2 separate regions of the Ovis aries genome follow, and region 2 is linked to region 1. Evidence: chromatin contacts called from public Hi-C data. All regions are on one chromosome and are shown on one strand. Each heading gives the region's core, a stretch centred on a gene start, on an enhancer-like site or on the middle of the called end of the contact. The rest is flanking DNA. Distances are from core to core; before and after follow the strand shown.

Region 1 (5,477 bases), core at 2,491-4,990:
CCTTGTTGTTTATTTATTCTATATATAATAGTTAGAAAATGCATGGATTCAGAAAGGAAAGAGCCATGTAGGACTCCTAAGTTTCTTTGCCAACTAATCTTAACCTTTAAAAAATATTTGCTTTAAATTCAATGCATGACTCAAAGTTTTTACCTTCTATCTCATCAGGCCATTTTTCTGCACCTGCCCCTGGGTTTTTTTTTTAATTTTATTGTTCTTTTACTTCCCAAGTAAGACTGACAGAATTCGCAGGTATCTGCTCAAGATGCCTTTTGATTGCAACTACCATCTTTGAGTCACTTGAGTGAAACACAGATGAATAGATGAATAAGCAGCCCTAGGATTGAGTGACATTTAATAAAAAATACTATTTGTTTAACCTTATTGTGATGTTTTCTGAATCATAAAAATACTGAGCATTCTGGTGGCTGCCAGGCGCTATTATCTGCTACTTGATTTTAAGTGACAGCTGTGGGATTTAGATGGATATTGATGTTTTCTTTTTCTTTTTTATACAACACAAAGTAAAAGGGCTCAGATTGTTGACATCACTGAGTATTCTAGGAATGAAATATTAAATGATTTTAGGAGAAATGTGACTTTTATGTTGGGAAGCATGACACATTATAAACCTGTCTGTCACTGTAATCAGTCCCCTGACGTGAAAGTAATAGGGCTGCACACACACTGTCGCTTTCCATCTCAAGCATAATGCTCTAGGTGAAAACAGAAGGCAGAAGGTTTGTCAGGGGAAAGACAGTGCATTCTGGAAAGATGTTCGCTGTAATATTTGAATTTGCTTTGCAAGGCTGTGCACCCCCTTGGCTAATCTAGAGGGTATTTTGGCAAGGCTGTCACCTGAAGTGTATGACTAATCCGGATTCTGCCTCAATAGACAGGGGACTATTAACCTGCTCAATAAATATTCATTTCGTGGGTAAGCAGCTCCCTGGATCACCATTCTCTTCTGCTTTCTCATGTTCTCAATATACTACGCCATCCAAAAGCTCCATTTCAGCTTACGTTTTCATTTTATTTTCCCCTCTCTGATTTCCCAGGACCTCCTCCTTCCTCAGGAAGGGGGGGGCTTGTTTATGAGCAAGAAGGTATTTCCACCTGAGCAAAACTTGGGCATGATTGCTGCTGCTGCTGCTGCTAAGTCGCTTCAGTCGTGTCCGACTCTGTGTGACCCCATAGACGGCAGCCCACTAGGCTCCCCCGTCCCTGGGATTCTCCAGGCAAGAACACTGGAGTGGGTTGCCATTTCCTTCTCCAACACATGAAAGTGAAATTGAAAGTGAAGTCGCTAGTGTTCCCTAAACCCAGCATCTTGACTGTCTGACATCGTCCAGGCCACTGGGATGTGCACCTCTGCTGTATATTCCCTTGCTTACCTGCCTCCTCTAGACAGAGAGGGGTTTTTTTCTTCCTTTAATCGCAGTATAATTTTCATGTTAATTTCATGTGAACAGCAAAATGATTCAGTTATACAAATATTTCTTTTTCAGATTCTTTTCCATTTTAGTTTACTACAAGATATTGAATATAGTTCCCTGTGCTCTGCAGTAGGTCCTTGCAGGTTATCTCTTTTATACATAGTAGTATGTATCTGTCCATTCCAAACATCTAATTTATCCCTCCTCTCTCTTCCTTTTTGGTTACCCTAAGTTTGGTTTCCATGTCTGTGAGTTTATTTCTGATTTGTATATAAGCTCATTTAAACCATTTTTTTTTCGATTCCACAGGTAAGTGATATCATATATTTGTCTTTCTCTATCTGACTTACTTGACTTAGTGTCAGGAAGCATTTAACAGGAGGCTTCCTATGTGCTGTTTTGGATCTGTCAAGAATTCTCTGTTCCTTATTAATTCCTGAATATAAGGAATTAAGAGGAGAGGCAAGCCTCTCCCGAGGGCTGAGGAATCCAGGCATTTCCTTCATTAGTTTTTCTATCTGGTGATAATGTGATAAGTACCCTCTTCCTTTTTATGAACCATATGGTAATATCTCTGCTGAAAATAGCTATCTTGTAAGGCAGTATAAACACCTGCACAACGTTGAGTTAAACACCTCTGCTCCATCAGAGCTTTGGTCACCGTGTCTTACTTTCTTTGTCTCTTTGTCTCTCTCTCCCACTCTCTCTTTTTCAGGCTGATCCCTTGGAGCGCAGAGCCTCTCTGAGTTCACTTTCCTGCCCGGGCTTCTAAGACCCTCTCGAGAAGGCGCTCTGTGCCTTCACCCCATCAAGAGGGCGCCTGAGGCCTCTGTGAACAGAGCAAGCCCCATGCCAGGGGCTTTATTGGCTTTCTGCGTAAACCAAGGAATATCAGCCTCTTTCCCTCTCCTTTACTTTCTCATTGGTCAACTCCGGACCACTGGGTTCCAGTCCTTTAGGACCCCAGCAATAGTCTGACAATCTCTGGGTCCATCCGTGCTGATGCACATGGTATTACTTCCTTCTTTTATGGCTGAGTAGTATATGCCATTGTGTGTATGTACCACACCTTCTTTATCCGTTCCTCTGTTGATGGGCTCTTTGGTTGATTCCACGTCTTTGCTGTGGTAAATAGTTTTGCAATGAACATTAGGGTGCATGTATCTTTTCAAGTTGGCAGTTTTGGTTGTTCGTTTTGATATATACTCAGGGGTGGATGGAAAAGGCAATGGCACCCCACTCTTGCCTGGAAAATCCCATGGATGGAGGAGCCTGGTAGGCTGCAGTCCATGGGGTCTCTAAAAGAAGGAAATGGCAACCCACTCCAGTGATCTTGCCTGGAGAATCCTAGGGATGGGGGAGCCTGGCGGGCTGCCGTCTATGGGGTCGCACAGAGTTGAACATGACTGAAGCGACTTAGCAGCAGCAGCAGCCACAGCAGGAGTAGAATCACCAGGTCATATGAAAGTTCTATTTTTAGTTTTCAGAGAAACTCCATACTGCTCTCCATAGTCAGCCAGCTTTCACTACCTTATACAGCCAGAATCTATCCTCCAAACTTTCATCCTACAGTCTTCTGTTTCCATAATGATGCAAATTAGGAAACAAAGCAGTCTATGGGGCTTGACAGACTGAGGATCTCTCAAGTCAGTAAAGCATGAAGCTCTCAGCTCAGTTTTTGTGACATAAGGGACGCTGACTATCCTCCATGTATCGGAGGTTGCTGGGGGAGAAAAACACCTATTGCTCTCATCAGTTTTTATTTACTAATTTTCTCTTAGGAACTATGTAAAAACGTGGAGTTAAAATTTAAAGTGAAGGGTTCTTCATTAATAAAAATTAAATAAAGAAAATGAAAAAGAAATTGCAGCTACATAGTGGAGAAATAAACTCACATCTTGCTTAAACATTCATATATGTTTTCAAACAGATTCGATAGATTTTGCTCCTGAATTTTGTAAAGTGTTAAGATTGTATCTCACTCAATACAAGTTCATAGATTGATAAGATGTCCCATTTTTACATTGTTTTGCCTGTAATATAAAAACATTTCAGTGCAACACAGCCTATTGCTAAATGGCACCAAATAATCATTTCGTGAAGTCAATGTTATTTAATCTAATGACTAGATAAATTTAATAAAATAATCTTGAAAAGCAATCTCAGCAATATCACTACCACCACCTGAAATTCTGTACAGCCATGATGGTAGCCCGAGGACACGACGGCATTGTGAAATCACATGCAGTTCCCCTTGGCCACTGATCTGCTTCACAAGCAGTAATTAAAAGATGAGGAAATTCCATCTGTCGTCACTGGTCTGGCATGTCCTGGGTCCCACCCTGAGGTTTTAGGCTCTGCACAATACTGAGTCATACACAGGATCCAGGACTGGAACCTCCTCTATGAATTTTAAGGTATTAAAAAGATTTACCTATGAGTTAATTGCAAGGAGCTATTTTAAATTTAGATGGAATCTCAGAGCCATTAGCAACATCATCTTTTTGCCCACTATATTCAGTGACTGCTAGAACAGCACAAGAAATATCCAGAGAGGAGGCAAGGGGCAGAGTCATACAGATGATCTATGCCAAAGCTTTGGAATCACAGTAATAGCTTTTCAGTCTTACCAAACTTGCTCTGGAAAGAGTATGAAACCAAAAATATAAGCAACTGGGCAAAGCTGTTGAAGGCGAGTAAGATCAGATCCGTATTTTTGGAAGATGGTGACCGGATTTTTTTTTTTTTTTCCCTTCGGCACTCAGTGGTCTGGACTTTTTTCCCTAATCACCTTCCTCACAGCCCTTAAACTTGGCCACCTTGCCTGTCTTCCAAACAGGTACATTAATATCATCTGGTCCCTTCCTTCTGGCTCATATTTTTGTCCTGGAAATTACCTTTCTTCAGATCTTAATATTCCATGAACTCACCACTCTTCCCTGAGATTAGAGTTCAGTCAAACACAAATGCATGATTAGAAAGCAACTTTCCATTTAGATCTCTCCTCCTTGGGCAGAAAATACCTAAGATTTCAGGGGCATCAGGCTGTTGATCAAAAGCACACATTTTCTTTTGTATAAATTCAGTTCGTTTAGTTCAGTTCTTTTGTTCTTAAAATCATATTCCCTAGAAATTGTAAACAAAGATACTAAATCCACTTCTCTCCATTGGCACATACATTTTAACCTAAGTGGCTAGCACCAGACCCTTTTAGCGGCTCTGTTTATAAGTTGTTGGAAGAAGGACAAAGACTAGCTTCTTTATATTTTATTTATTTTTCAAATTATGAAAGTATGATAACACATTTACAGGAGACTTGGAAAATACAGAACAAGGTTACAAATAGTTCCACTCAATTCTACTACAATTATTTTTTAAGTAGATAAATTAAGATTTTTAGTTGAAGTTTCTATATCAAACTCTCAAAAATTATTAGAATGAATATACAGAAAAGGAGAAGGATATAGTAGACCTGAAAAGCACTATGAACCAATTCAACATAATCGAGATTTATATAATTTTCAAACACAGTAGGATACAAATTCTATTCAAGTTCCCATAGACTATAAACTCAAAAACACTAGAACATATCCAGGGACATAAAACAAGATGAAAAAATTTCGTGGCGACCAGGAAAGACTATTTTAATAAACAATTTCAGCAACACAAAAATTCAGGAAATAATATAGTTTACAAATACAAAACTATATTCATCTATTCTGCTAATCAACACTCAGTTTATTTCCACTTTTTTCACTATTTTAACACTTCTGCATCACTTTATTGACTGATAAAAATTCTTCCGTGAATTGCTCTTCTTATTCTTCACTTTTTCCCCCCTTTCCCGTTCTTTTTCTAAGAACTGTGTTAGAGAACTTCAAGTAGTTTGACTGCTAGTTTTATTTAGAGATTACATGCACTGTCAATCTATTGATTCTTCCCATTTGTGGCTTGTTATTTGGGGACTTTTAATCAAATATTTAATATATTGCTGTTGTTGTTCAGTTGCTCGGTCGTGTCCGACTCTTTGTGACCCTGTGG
Region 2 (5,219 bases), core at 244-2,743, 580 kb before region 1:
ATGCACGAATCATTTCAGAGATAATGAGACATTAAGTTTTTTGGTTCACTATTTAAAAATATAAAACCAACAATTACAGATGGAAACTATTCATTCTGAGATTTAAGGAGGGAAAAGAAAAAAAAAAAATGAGAGAGAGAGGGCCTATGTCTTTTGAACGCTTGAGCATGCTATAGAGAACTGAACCAGGGCAGTCCTGATTCTCCCATGAGGGGAGAGGGCAAGGCTTGATAGAATGGATGAGTAGGGCCTGTGTGCCCTGGTTCTGGGTCTGCTTGTGACCCAGGCCAGGTCTCCAGCCAACCCTCTGTCTCCTGAGCAGTAGGAGGCCCACAGTGGGACTGAAGGTCCCCCGCCGAGCCATCCAGTCTCCCCTCACAATCCCAAGGTGGGAGAAAGTGAAAGTGTGAGTCCGACTCTTTGTGACCTCATTGACTGTAACCCACCAGGCTCCTCTGTCCATGAGATTCTCCAGGCAAGAATCCTGGAGTGGGTTGTCATTCCCTTCTTCAGAGGATCTTCCGGACCCAGGGATGGAAAGTGGGTCTCCTGCACTGCAGCAGATACTCTACTGTCTGAGCCACCAGGGAAACCTCGAAGTGGAAGGAGTTTATAGAAAATACATAGTGCACAGGTGGAAGTGTGGCTTACTATAAAAGTCAGTGATTGACAAGAAATGTCAGGCGTCTAACTCCATTGTCAGTGAAGCTTTTCTATTTGAATCACTTAAGGGCTGGGTGGGGGACTTCGTGAGCAACTAAAGATCAAAATTTGTTTAATCCTTTATTCCTCATTTGAAGCACATTTTAGTAGAAAAGGCATGGTTCTTGAACACCCCCATGAACTATCACACACACACACTCAGTATTTAATAGGCAATCAGATTTAGTCATTTATGTGGCAATTTGTTTAAATGTCTTATACTTTGAAACATATTTTTTATATTATTCATTTTCCCTGTGTAGATGCAAAGCTGTATTGGACAAAGGCAAAATTCAGTTCAACCCTGGTCATAGTGAAGTTAGTAAAAGCTAAAAATGCAGTACCTTCCAATGTCTCCAAGGGTGTCCATAACCATTTTTAAGTTTGCAGTTAGTAGCAGTCATTTACTATTCAGAGGTGTAAAAGGTTTTACAACTGAATGGCAAATACCAGATTCCATATCCTTAAAAATATTAAGCATACATTTCCTTTCATTAAAAAATACTCACTTGATTCTGTATGATACTTGTGAAGCTTATTTTGCAATAATTTGATGATGATATATCTATTGAGGAACTCTCCCCTAATTTCCTAGAAAATATTCATTAAAATCTCAAAGTGGTCTCTGATACATTTTTTTCCTCAAAGAAAGTGTATTATTTGGAAAACAAACACTGTTGCCTTGCGATAGGTTTTTTTTTTTTTTTTTTCAAGTGAGCCAACACAACGGAATAAAATATATGATTGGTCGTGGCTGAGTCACTTCCTGTTTCAATAACAAGAGTGTCATTAGCAAAACTGTAAGCAGCACAGTTTGTCACCGTGTGTGTGGCTTTGTTTGTACACGTTGCCAGAAACAAGTTCTTAGGGAAAACACACTCATTGCTCTATTACCAAGAAAGAAAGTTCCGGCGAGTGGTTTTGGCAGCAGCTGTTGCCTTGTTTATTATTTATCTTTATCCGAACCTTCCCTAACAGAAGGGACAGTGTTTGCCCAGCAGCCTAAGTGGAGCTGCAGTTTTGCCCAGGGAAATCATAATTCACTCCTGTCACCAAAGCCCTAACATGAATGCACAGTGGCTTCCGAAGACTGAGAGTTGTGCTCCAGCTGCGTGGCAGAGGGACTGGACACCAGGGAACCAAGCTTTTGCCTGGCTTGGCTACCAAGTGGCCATTTGAGCTTGGATTTGCTTTTCCACTTCTACAAAACAGCAGTGTTGAAGTGTACAGTATTCAGAGTCTCCTTCCAGCAAAAATGGCTCTTTTCCTGGAATCAGGAAATCGAGCTGGCTTTCTTCACATATGGGTGTCTGATGCTTGCTGAGTTTAGAACATGCTCCCCTCCCCCCGCCCTGAGATTCCCCACTCCCACCCCCGGGGCTCATTAAGGTGATTTGTCTGTAATTCATCACCATGCTACCTCCAGGGCAGGATGGCTCATGCCTTGGTGCTACCACTTGTGAAAATTGCTGTAACTCGGCAGCTGGAGGAGTCCAGACCTGGCCCCGAGTCAGATCAGGTAGACGACATTGTCTGGGGCTCTGAGGGCAAAGGTGAGGATGGGAGGGGAACAGAGGCCCCTAGTCCTCATGCTTCTGAAATCCTGCCCCGGGCTGTCTTGGACGCTGACGTGATTTGGCTCAGATTCTCAACACGGAGACCCACGTCAAGGACCTGCTGGGTTTATCTGCAGGAAATCACCTGGCCAAGCCATAGGTGTCCACCCCCTTGAGTGAGGGTGACCTAGCATCTTATCAGAGGGAGCCTCAGACCAACCCCCAGTCATGGCTGTGCCCCAGTTAAGAATCCCATTGCCTGTGAGGGAATAATCTGGACTCACCATTTCTCTTTCAATCCCCTCCAAGAGAATTCGTTCCTGACGACATGGCTCTCTCGATTGTAGGCTAAAAATTCATCCTGAGTTTCCTTCTAAAGACACCATGAAGCTATAATAATTAACATCTTATTTTCATTCACTAGAATTCTACACTGACCTCTAATCTGGTGGGAGGTATTCTATAAGTGCTAAGTCAATATTTGTTCTCGGTTGTAAAAAATGAGTAAAATGGGCAAGACCCTGCTTTCCTGTCACTGATAACCCAGGGTGGCTTGTGTGTGAGCAATGCTTGCACACAGCTGGGTCGGACTCGGCTGTAACCGCCAGCCTGGTGCCTCCTGCATGGACCCCACTTATCTCTGGTCCGTGCACGCTCCTTATTCCCTCTGTGCTCCATGTGGGACTTGGCCACATGCACACTGTTTAAGATGCTGCTGAAAATGTCTTAATACTTTTTCCTTGGAAGCCTGGTATTCCTGGGGAGAGGGTGAACTATGGGAAAGTGTGTCACCCTCAGGAGTTGGGTCCACAGAGTGTTTATGGGCCACGGGTCCTGGTTCTGGTTCTGATCAGACACTGTGTGGAAGGCCTCAAGTGGGCTCATTCAGGGTTTTCATCTATTCAGGAGTGATGTGGTCCACCCCTTGAGTTTAGAAGTAATTTGGATCTCTGGGTCCTGGGCAGAACCTAGGAAATACAAAGTCCGCTCCTCAGTTGCTTCTGCTTATCAAGAGCTTGTGGGTTGTGCAAGAACTGGGGCTGTAATTTCCTGCTTCCGCTCATGTTAAAGCAACAGTTGGGTCATCGATGGTCTCCAGCCTGTCCCCTGTGGGCAGTGTCATGGGGATGTGGATCCTCCTACCTGGGAGGACAGAATCCACCTGGTCTCTCACTCCCCATTTGTCGGTCTCAGAATCATTCCTCTAGGCTTTCCCTTACCTGGGGATCTAGCTGCAAGCTTCCCAGTCCCCAGTCCCTGTGGGTTTCCTTACTGGCTTCTCACCACTCTACTTTCCAGCTCAGGATGTGGTAAAGACCTGCAAGCCCGCCTCCTCTCCCTTGGCTTATTTCCGCCATGAACCTTCTCCCCTAAGGCCCTGGCTTTACTCAGGCTTCTCTTCCCTCCTGGAAGCATCCTGCCTCCTCCTGACCACATCGTCCCCCATCTGTGGTGTGATGGCTCTTCTGTGCGTTTGCTGTGCCCTGTGCCCCCATGAGATGCTAGAATGTTTCTTTGACAACTATGGTTTCATTTGCACAGCATCTTCAGTTACAGATGAGGGTCAGGGATGTCTTTTTCCCTGGCTCCCAGCCCACCATAGATGCGTGGTTTCTAGACAGAGCTTCCAGCTGTGGGACTGTGTGCCAGTCTTGCCTTGGTCTCAGTTCCCTCCCTTATGGCCTGGGGACGCTCTGACCTGTCTCAGGGCATCTCCTGGTCCTCTGGATAGAGGCTGTCTCCTTCTAGCTCCCAGCAACCCTGGGGAAGTTAGCGTATTCATTCTCCTTGGAAAGCTTCTCACAAGGATGGTTCTACCCCAGGTCTGTTAACAGTGTTTCACATTTGAGGTTCAGAACAGAGTGCTGTCAGCTGGCTTGCTGGTGGGCCCCACGTCCCCCGGCCCCCTCCTCCTCTCCCAGGGCAAGAGGCCAGGATCAGAGCTGTTGGCAGGCAATGAGCAGCGGTTCCTGCTGCTATGGTTGTCAACCCTGCTGCTATTTTGGGGCCTGTATTGTTCACTCAGGGTTTCATTTTCCTTTGCCGTCTATTTTGGCACGGCCTTGCTCCCAAACGGCAGGCTCTGTCATGGCCAAGGGTTCATCCACATCTTTGTCCAAATTTACGTGGTGACATGCCACCTCCAAAAGGAAAAAAAGAAATGTGAGAGCCTGAGAACACGATCTTCCATGCAGAATTGTTTTTAAACACTTCAAAGCAAAAGAGACATCTTAGAACATTTTCATTTTCATACGTGAAGTTGAGGAAGTCAGATTTACCCAGTGATGTGAATTAGGGGAATGAGATGGGCTGTGAGGACCAGTCTACAGTGTGTGCATGCGTCTGCACCTGTGTGTGTGTGTGTGCGTTATGTGTGTGTGCATGAAATCCCTCATCTGCTCTTCTGTTTTCTGAATGACATGCTTCTTGGGCCGCCAGGACCAAGGCTCTCTAGTCTCACTGAAACAGCCTGTAGATACGTGTGTCCCTGAAAACTTCAGTGTGTGACTGTATAGTCATGCAGGGGCTGGCACAACGAGCTCCGGCTGCAGGTATGTAATGTGCACTTGACAGCATGTGCTGTGCTCACTAGGGTCACAGTATTTTGTGTCTATCTTCAGCTTAATTCTGAGTGCCAGACCCAGGCAGTTGAGGAGGACAGGGGCCAGCCAGGAGGTATGGGGACTCTACTTGGAACTGGCCATGCTTTGGGGACAAGTGAGGAATTAGCCTTGACACTGAGGCTTGTACAAACCGAAGAGTCTTATCTCGCTCCCAGATCTGGCAGCTCTGCTTGCCTGGTTAACCGGGCTTCAGGAAAAACACTCACAGGTGAAAGACCTTTGGCATCCACTCCTAACTTTCAGCTCCGAGGACGGTGAGTTCCCGGTACAAGGGAGTGGAAGTTGACGTCACCAAAAAGATATTGCCTTGCTTTGAAATCTGCAAGCACTTTCAAAG

Evidence for each region. Hi-C and Micro-C count contacts between places; a contact is called where the count stands out from the background.
Region 2: a contact with region 1 is called in a Hi-C map of tail adipose tissue, with 7 times the contacts expected there. The contact joins two enhancer-like sites. A contact is called at or near these places in 2 of 16 Hi-C or Micro-C datasets (skin fibroblasts and tail adipose tissue).

Annotation. Positions count from the first base shown.
Region 1 is chr13:43,588,299-43,593,775 of ARS-UI_Ramb_v3.0, reverse strand. All of the region lies in intron 1 of LOC105611101 (a long non-coding RNA gene), which reads right to left. Among named protein-coding and RNA genes, the nearest start is that of AKR1E2, 100 kb to the right of the region's middle. Within about 2 kb of position 3,740, at least 13 of the 54 cell types and tissues checked have an H3K27ac peak or open chromatin away from gene starts, as enhancers often do. A contact at or near this core is called in tail adipose tissue, where this site is marked.
Region 2 is chr13:44,162,440-44,167,658 of ARS-UI_Ramb_v3.0, reverse strand. No RefSeq gene overlaps it. Among named protein-coding and RNA genes, the nearest start is that of KLF6, 17 kb to the left of the region's middle. Within about 2 kb of position 1,493, at least 18 of the 54 cell types and tissues checked have an H3K27ac peak or open chromatin away from gene starts, as enhancers often do. A contact at or near this core is called in tail adipose tissue, where this site is marked.